2 separate regions of the Gossypium hirsutum genome follow, and region 2 is linked to region 1. The links are chromatin contacts, called in public Hi-C maps. All regions are on one chromosome and are shown on one strand. Each heading gives the region's core, a stretch centred on a gene start, on an enhancer-like site or on the middle of the called end of the contact. The rest is flanking DNA. Distances are from core to core; before and after follow the strand shown. Region 1 overlaps LOC107945444. Region 2 holds the start of LOC107945452 (asparagine synthetase [glutamine-hydrolyzing] 3).

Region 1 (4,202 bases), core at 850-3,349:
ATACTCATTGAATTAAGTCACCTTAGGGCAATCTTAATCAACTAGTAAGAACATGAATTTCCATCCAATTAATACGTGAACCTAATTCCTTAGGCATTCACAGGTATTAATAATCGCTTCACGTTTGGTCATAATCCAATTAATACGTGAACCTAATTCCTTAAGCATTCACATGTGCTAATAATAGCTTCACGTTTGGTCATAATCCAATTAATACGTGAACCTTATTCCTTAGGCATTCACACGTACTAATAATCGCTTCACGTTTGGTCATAATCCAATTAATACGTGAACCTAATTTATGCTTGATGATATGGTTCCATGTTGGCCTAAGTTTGATTTGTATTGGAGTATATTTAAAAATGTTTTAATGCACATTGTAGGTGAAATAACACTAGTGTCTCGAGACATCAATAACAAAAATGACAATTTTGTGCATTTTTTGGGTAATGGTCTTAAGACATGGTGAACATGTCCTGATACAGGGTTAGCTTAGTATTGAGACATGAACTTCATGGTCTTGAGACAGAACATCGAATGTAAGGGTCCAAAATAGGGGAAGCATGTCTCGAGACATCCAGTTGTACTTTGATAGCTGAGTTTGGATTTGAGTCTTGATTTTGAATTGGACCTCGAATAACCTTGAGACATGTTAGTTGGGTCCTTGAACATCTATTACATATGCTTATAATTATGAGTTGTGATTGTTTCCAAATTATGATAAATATATGTTATTTAGTTAGGAAATGTTTCAAGTAAGTGGCTCCTACAATCTGATGTAGTTGTTAAAAAAAAAAACTAGTTTGAAAACAGTTTTTTGCCACAGCGAAAAATTACAATTTTGAAACATGAGTCAGTTTATGATATTTATAGCAATAAAGTTTTCCCGAAAAATACCCATGCTTTGTGCGAGATGGATCCTAGACATTTTTAACTTTCAACCGAATGACCTTCTCCACCATTCTCATACCACAAATCACTTCGGGTGTGGGCTCGAACAATCACAAATCAAACACAGAACTAGAAACAATTTCTTACTTTCAATAGAAAAATAATTCTCTCTCAATAGAAACCAGTAGAACTGTTATTCCCAGAAAATTGAATTTATACTTAGAAAATAAATTATCACTATTTTCGGGCAGAATAACAATATCTCAAAGTTGTCTTTTTATCTCTACTAGTGTGATCTTTTTATAAGGAGAGATAGAAGAAGTCTGGTTGAATTGGTAGAACACAAATAAAACTTATTTGATAGGAAACTAGTTTCCTAGTTTAACTAGGAGAAGAGTTTGGGGTCTCACTTATATTGAGTCAAATTATATATGCTTTCTGGACTTTTAACCCAACAATTTATAATTTAATCCAAATCAATATCTGTTTTTATTTTCTTAAATAATTATTATTTATTAAATTGATTTAAATTAATTAATTTTTCAATTAAATAATTTTCTCAACCCAATTCTAATTTCGTTAAAGTAATGACAATTTTACCATAAAAGAATATGTGATAAAAATATATTTAATTTTTCATATTCAACGGATTCATAATGACCAATTAATTTAATTCTATTTTTAAATTTTAATTATTTAATTAAATAATAATTTGAAAAACTTAAATTAATTCTCAAAGTCATTTGTATGCTTAGTGAAAAAACACATTCCTTTCCGAATGTAACCCATTTATCTAACTTTATCATTTCCATCCATTTTCATTTCTTTTGTTCTTTATACAATTAGTTTCTGATTTCAATGAACTATTAGAGGGACTGATTAGACATGAATAATTAAGGATCATATATTTTATAATTAGGTTCCAACCTTTTTTCTATTAATAATAAATTTATTTACTCACGAAATCATTCTAGCATAATATCTTGACCAACTCTTCTTAATTACATATCATTATGAATTTTACTCGATCAGTAATCATCCAATTATGTTTTGAACTTACTTTGCAAATTCAACCAATTTGTCTCATACCTTTTGTCTCTCGCTTACCATAGGACGGCTATAGACGCATGATGACCTAAAACACCGTCTAAGCTCATCCACACAAAAAAGGGAAATATTAGTATCAACATAGAAAAATCATTATTACAAGATAAAGGGGATTTCCACATTACATGGTACCTCCACTTTTCCCCATGCAGTCTGTACCCACAGCACCTAGAAAACCCATCATAAGTCTAATTTTTTCTTACAAAAACTAACATTATCTTAGCCTCCATTAGATAACTTATCAGTACTTTTACGGGTCATTATTACGCAATGATGATGGGGGCGAACCTAGGCCCCTAACAACAGGGCATACGGGATTGTTTGTGCTCACTACTTAAAATACAGTTGGTTGTGATGAATTAATCCTTGCCTCTTAAAAGTAATGAATTAATTCGCTCTCACGTGTCTGAGTTTTAACAACAGGAATAATATTGACAATATATAGCTTTTGCCAGGCCATTTAAAAAATAAAATAAAATAAATTGAATCTCAACCAAGGATAGTTACAAAAGAGGAAAAACAAAACAAAACGTTTCCTTAGAACTCCGGTCCTCCAGCATGAAATGGAAATTAAGTACCACCTCCAGAGGTCCCTGAAGACTCGGCCACATTTTTCAGTCTCAATGTCATGGCAACTTCTTCGATCATTTTACCTCTATCAGCTGACCCAGATCCGTCCACGGCTCTGTTAAGCCTTTTCACCCAAATATCATAATCAACAGGGTATGGTGTTCCACAAAGGCTATCCACATAATCACTAAAGGCCTTAAGTAAAGGCGAAACTTCACCAAGATGCTGCTGAATCGATCGTGTTGCCCAGCTTTTCTCCCTCCATTGCAAAGCTGATTCAATAGAATCCTGTGGATGCATTCTGCCCCCTGTCACAAAGAATAGGAGGTACACAAGGCTCTCAGCATCAGATGCAGGACAGAGTTTACCATGCTGAAGTGCATGAGAGGACGAGAACTGCAAATTTATTGCTGGGCTGTCCCTGTCTTCCAGAACTGCACGCCCCCAAGAAACTGGGATATACAGAACTTTGTGTCTAGTACCTTGCATGTTGAAAACACGGATTATATTTTCAGGGGAAATATCACCATGCTGAACACTGGCCGTTGCTGCACTTCTTAGAGCAACTAGGCAGTCCCGGCAGCAGCGTAATGCATCATCAGAGGAAAATGGGCCGTCCCTAGCAACTATATATGAAAGTGGTTCGCCAACTGGTAACGTGACAAGAATTGGAGTTCCGCACCAAGGATGATCGCATCGCCCACTAGGAGTCTGCTTTTTGCAAGGACCAGGATGCAAAATTCGGCCAGAGGCAATTACTTCAGGTAAATATTTGCTTGAAACCCCTTGATGCTTCAATATGTTTAGTACCTTTGTTTGTCTTTGTACTTGATACCACAGACTCATATCCTCCCAAGAGGGCTCGAGTCTGGATGGATGGGCACCAACATACAATGTTAACAACTGTGTGGGGTAATCTAGAGAAATAGCACCATAGAGAAAATAGTTGCCTCCTATGAAGGACTCCTGTATCTGGAAACTTTTCTGGCCCTGTTGTTGATCCTCCAAGAGCAATATTTCTCCCTGCCTAAGCTTCAAGTGTGATGTATTTTTTACCAGGGGATTATCACTGTGATCAAGTTCAACAATCTCTCCATGTTGGTAGCCATCCTGTTGATAAGGTATTTTGGCATTTTCATTCTCAGCTAGGCGGCATTCTATTCTACGCTTCTGAAGACGAAGGCTATGAGCTGAGGCCAATGAGGATATTGACTTTCTTGGTGGTCCATTACACTGGACAATGGAATAGAAAGCAGCTAACAATACTTGAAGAGTCCCAAGATCTCCCCAATTTGCATTTCCAAGCCTATTCCATATTGTCTCTACTGATGAGAGGAGGACTTCAGCATGACATTTTATCCAATGGGCCACAGACTGGTACGGATCACCTGTGTTCAATTCTAGTTTACTAAGATCACCTCCAAGTTTTATCACTGCACCAAATTTAGAATCAAAAACCATAATAAAAACAGAATCATCGCTGATGGTTCTGGACTTGCTCAGACACCTAGAAATAAGTATGTGAACACCATAAAAGAGGGCTTCACATATGGTGCTGACGGACAATTTTAACTCATTTCCTGAGAGTATGTTTTGTCTAAATAAGACTAACTCCACTACTTGGTTCCAATGAA
Region 2 (4,202 bases), core at 856-3,355, 240 kb before region 1:
ACCATCTTCTAAGCGCTCCTGCAGACATTTGGGAATGCAACAAATAAAAGGCACTGAATGGAACACTGGGAAACAAAAATGAAACTGTAGAATTTGTAGAAGAACATCATATACCATATAAAATTCCAATTCTCCTTAAGAAGTTCTATGATTTATTTTTAAGCAGGTTAGGAATTAACATCCAAAGAAAAGGACCTTGCTTGCTCGAATATATATGCCCTGGAAGGAAAGACATAAATTGTTCACAATCATCACTCAAAGCTTTCATCTCTGAAGCAAACCATACAGAACCTGCAAAGAAAATAGTATTTAATTAGCAGTATGCATCCATAACAAGGTGGAGGGGCTAAATATAAACCAAAACTAGAAATGGAATCAAGGAAAAGAAGCTAAGCCCAAAGCATCACATCCATCCAAACATGAATAAATGCATCAGCACAAGCTATCTCATATTTGCATGTTTCTTAACTATATTTGGCATCAAGATTTCAAAGAAAAAAATCAAAAGAGCAAGGAAAAAGGTTTCTAAGATATTCTCTAGGACAAACATTTTCCTTTTCTGCAAACTTTTAAGGGGATAAACATTTTCGGGATAAGTAGTTGAACCATGTTTAATTTTCTGTCACTCCCTAAGGAAGTGGGACAACCACTGGAGCCAAGACCAGGTTCATGAAACAGACACCTAATTAGCCTAATAACTAACTAGATTCTAGCTATACATTATACATCTGAATAAAACCAGTGTAAAGAAGGAAAAACTGCATACCGTCAAGGCCCCATCCAATATAAAGTGGGGTAATTCCTATAGCATCTCGAGCTGCAATGAAACTTTTGTCACGAGTGTCAAGAAGGACAAATGAGAACATTCCATCCAGCATGTCCACAAAATCTTCTCCATATTCTTCATACTAGAAAAAGAAGTCAAATTGGTACATTAACGAAAATGAGACTTTGAAATGTGAAAACCGCGCAACAAAGGAAAATGCTTTAATAATGGAATAATATCCAACCTCTTAAGAACTTACAAGATGAGCAATTACTTCACAGTCACTTCCAGTTCTAAACTGATGGGAGTTCAGCTTTTCTCTCAATTGCTTATGGTTATATATCTCTCCATTAACCTATAATCATCAACCAAACATGAAAGTAAAACTAAACATCGCATTCTATCAATGATTCCATGTGATGGTCAAATTTGCTACTTATTTTTTCCCTTATTTACAGAGTAAAAAATAATAGGTAATAAATATACGAATGACTGAAATCATACATTTACTTTTCTATGTGAAAATGCAAAACCAATTTAACATAATGCATGCATTTTGTTTTAATTAATATGTAAATATAATCTTAAATTTAATTATTGAACAATATTTTCACTTTTATATCCAAAAACAAACATTTCACGCTAAAAACAAATAGAAAAATATTATAAAACTAAAATAAAAAGATTATTTTATTTTCATGATTATTGTAACAACCATTATCAATGTCTCGACGAAAAAAGAAAGAAAGTATACCGTGACAACAACAGTCTTATCCTCGTTATAAAGGGGCTGATCGCCTGAAGTCGGATCTACAATAGCTAAACGCTGATGAGAAAGGTAACAATTTTGATGGCAATGTAGTCCACTCCAATCAGGACCTCTATGCCTCAATCTACGCTCTCCATTTCAATCAAAATCAACGATCATTTTCATCTAAAATAAAAAAAAAAGTGCTAAAATCTAAATTCTCAAAATCACCTTCGAGACAGTTCAATAATGCGGGAGCGTTTAGCTTGAGAGTTGTCAATGCAGCCAAGGACTGCAAGTATTCCACACATGCTGCAGCCTGGGTTTTGGAATGGAAGGCCCTGTGGAGGCTGCTGAGAGAGGAACCTGAAGTAAAATCGAGTGGATTTTGTGATTTAGATAATGCACCCTATTTCAATCACAGCCGTTGATTTTGACTAGCTTTTTGCTTAGATTCCCCTTTCCGCCATTTACCAAATCCATAGTGTGTTCACAGATATAAATTCTTTATTAGGGTTTTGGAATTTTGAGGAATTTTTTTATTTCATCTTTTTTTTAAATAGATTCTCGATGGTGGTGAGGTCACTCGCTGGTTGGGAAATTGGGATCTTTTTTTAATAGATACTTTTCAAATTATCAGCTGCTACGTAGAGTATTTTCTGTTTGGTGCACTTCAGATCTTCGCCGTCCGAATTTTCGATGAGTGGGTCTCTCTTAAGTTGTAATGTGTAGGATCGTAACCTGGAGCAAGTTCACTACTTTTCTCTTGCTAATAACGTTGTAGACATTCAAATAATAATTTAAAAAAGAAAGCTAATAACGTTGTCAGTCAAATTAAAAATTCAACACCTTGGAAGATTCAAAAATGGAATCTCTCTTTTTGACAAAAATAATTAAAAGCCTTTTTTTTTTTAATTTATCGAAATAGGCGCGGTATTTTATTATTTATCGGAATGGTCCTTTTTCCTGAAAGCGCGTTCACATCAGCGCAATGTCAAGGGACGTGGCAGAAAATCGCATCCCTGAGGGCACGCTTTGCTTACGTGGACGGAAATCGCTCCCTCAAGGCGCGTTTTGTTGCCACGTAAGCGCTCTCTTGGGGACGCGTTTTGCCCGTTTCTCCCCACGTTAGGTTTTGGGTTTTTAGGTTAGGGTTAGGGTTTAAGATTTTTAAGATTTTTAGGGTTTTGGAGAAAAAATTAAATAAATAAGGGATTAAGGTTTAGGGTTTCTTAATTAAATTAATTATAATTTTTTCAAAATTAGATTAGGTTTCGTGTTTATGGATTTTTAAGAAATAATCAATTAAATTAGGGTTTAGGGTTGCGTGGGTAATTAAATTAAAAATTTATTAAGGAAATCGCTCCCACGTGGACGCGCTTTTACTACAGTAGGTCCTGAAAAAATAATTTTGAGTTGACATTTTTGAGCAAATAGTATAAAAACGTTTCAAGCAGTATGCTTTATCAGAAGAATTTCTAAATCGCTCCCACGTGGACACGCTTTTACTACAGTAGGTCCTGAAAAAATAATTTCGAGTTGACGTTTCTCAGCAAATAGTATAAAAAACGCTTGAAACAGGATGATTTATCAGAAGAATTTCTGAAATCGCTCTCACGTGGACGCGCTTTTGCTACAGTAGGTCCTGAAAAAATAATTTCGAGTTGATGTTTCTGAGCAAATAGTATAAAAACGCTTCAAGCAGGATGCTTTATCAGAAGAATTTCTGAAATCGCTCCCACGTGGACGCGTTTTTGCTACAGTAGCATGTTTGGGCTGAGGCTATAAATGAGGCAAAAAATGTTCTCAGATTGCATAAGTTACAGTAAAAACAATTTAGAGAGGCTAAGAAGGTTAGAAATTAAAGATGAGTGAACGTATTAGTATTGTTATTTACTATGATGGTGAGGTTTGCCACACCGAGAACGGTGTTGTTTTTTATCAGAGAATACAGTGCGACTGGTTTTTAACCAGAACATAGATTTGACAGAACTTCATAAAAGAATTAAGCGTAAAATTTTCGGAACGACGCCAATGAAAGTTTTGTCTATTACGTATCGATTTTGTTCTTCTGTTGATCCGGTGACATATGACTCGTTTGACATAAAAGGTGCTCGTAACTTGGAGGCAATGGTGCAGACTCATTTTGCTAGTGGAACACCTTATATTGAGTTATATGTACAATTTACATCACCAAATGATGTACTTGCGACTGGTTTTCGAGAGGTATACACGACCCCTGGTCGACACTCGGTTAGCGAGTTACAAAACACGGAACAGCCCATGTTTGGTAGCGGTGTGGAATGCACATCCCCTGTAAGGCACTCTGTCGGTGGATGGGACATGTACGTCGGTGGCTCGATGTTTGATGCTGGAAATATGTACTAGGGAATGGCATCAAGTTCTAGTGGTTGGCAATCTACATCCAAAAGGGGACGTTATGAAATGCCTAGAAAAAGGGATGATATACTCCCTACGACGTCTACCGGTGAGGGGACCTCGTACGTTGTAGATGATGGTGGTTTAGAAGATGACTCCGATGTGGATCCACCTCGAGACCCCGGGCCCGATAGTGCAGAAGTTGGCTTATTTTCTGAACCGGAGCCTATTCTAACAGAACCTGAAGATGCTGAAAGGAGTTCAGATGAAGAAGAAAATCCACGATTCAAAGCATACTCACCTCCAGCC

Evidence for each region. Hi-C and Micro-C count contacts between places; a contact is called where the count stands out from the background.
Region 2: a contact with region 1 is called in a Hi-C map of leaf, with 1.9 times the contacts expected there. The contact joins the promoter of LOC107945452 here to the enhancer-like site in region 1. A contact is called at or near these places in 2 of 34 Hi-C or Micro-C datasets (callus and leaf).

The regions. Positions count from the first base shown.
Region 1 is chrD12:15,819,683-15,823,884 of Gossypium_hirsutum_v2.1, reverse strand. LOC107945444 reads right to left here. Exons shown (of 4, transcript XM_016879460.2): 4 at 2,365-4,202. The coding sequence ends at 2,569. Among protein-coding and RNA genes, the nearest start is that of LOC107945444, 19 kb to the right of the region's middle. Within about 2 kb of position 2,099, at least 6 of the 9 cell types and tissues checked have an H3K27ac peak or open chromatin away from gene starts, as enhancers often do. A contact at or near this core is called in leaf, where this site is marked.
Region 2 is chrD12:16,054,799-16,059,000 of Gossypium_hirsutum_v2.1, reverse strand. LOC107945452 (asparagine synthetase [glutamine-hydrolyzing] 3) reads right to left here and starts at 2,105. Exons shown (of 14, transcript XM_016879469.2): 1 at 1,746-2,105; 2 at 1,521-1,659; 3 at 1,026-1,121; 4 at 767-908; 5 at 196-291; 6 at 1-18. The coding sequence starts at 1,825.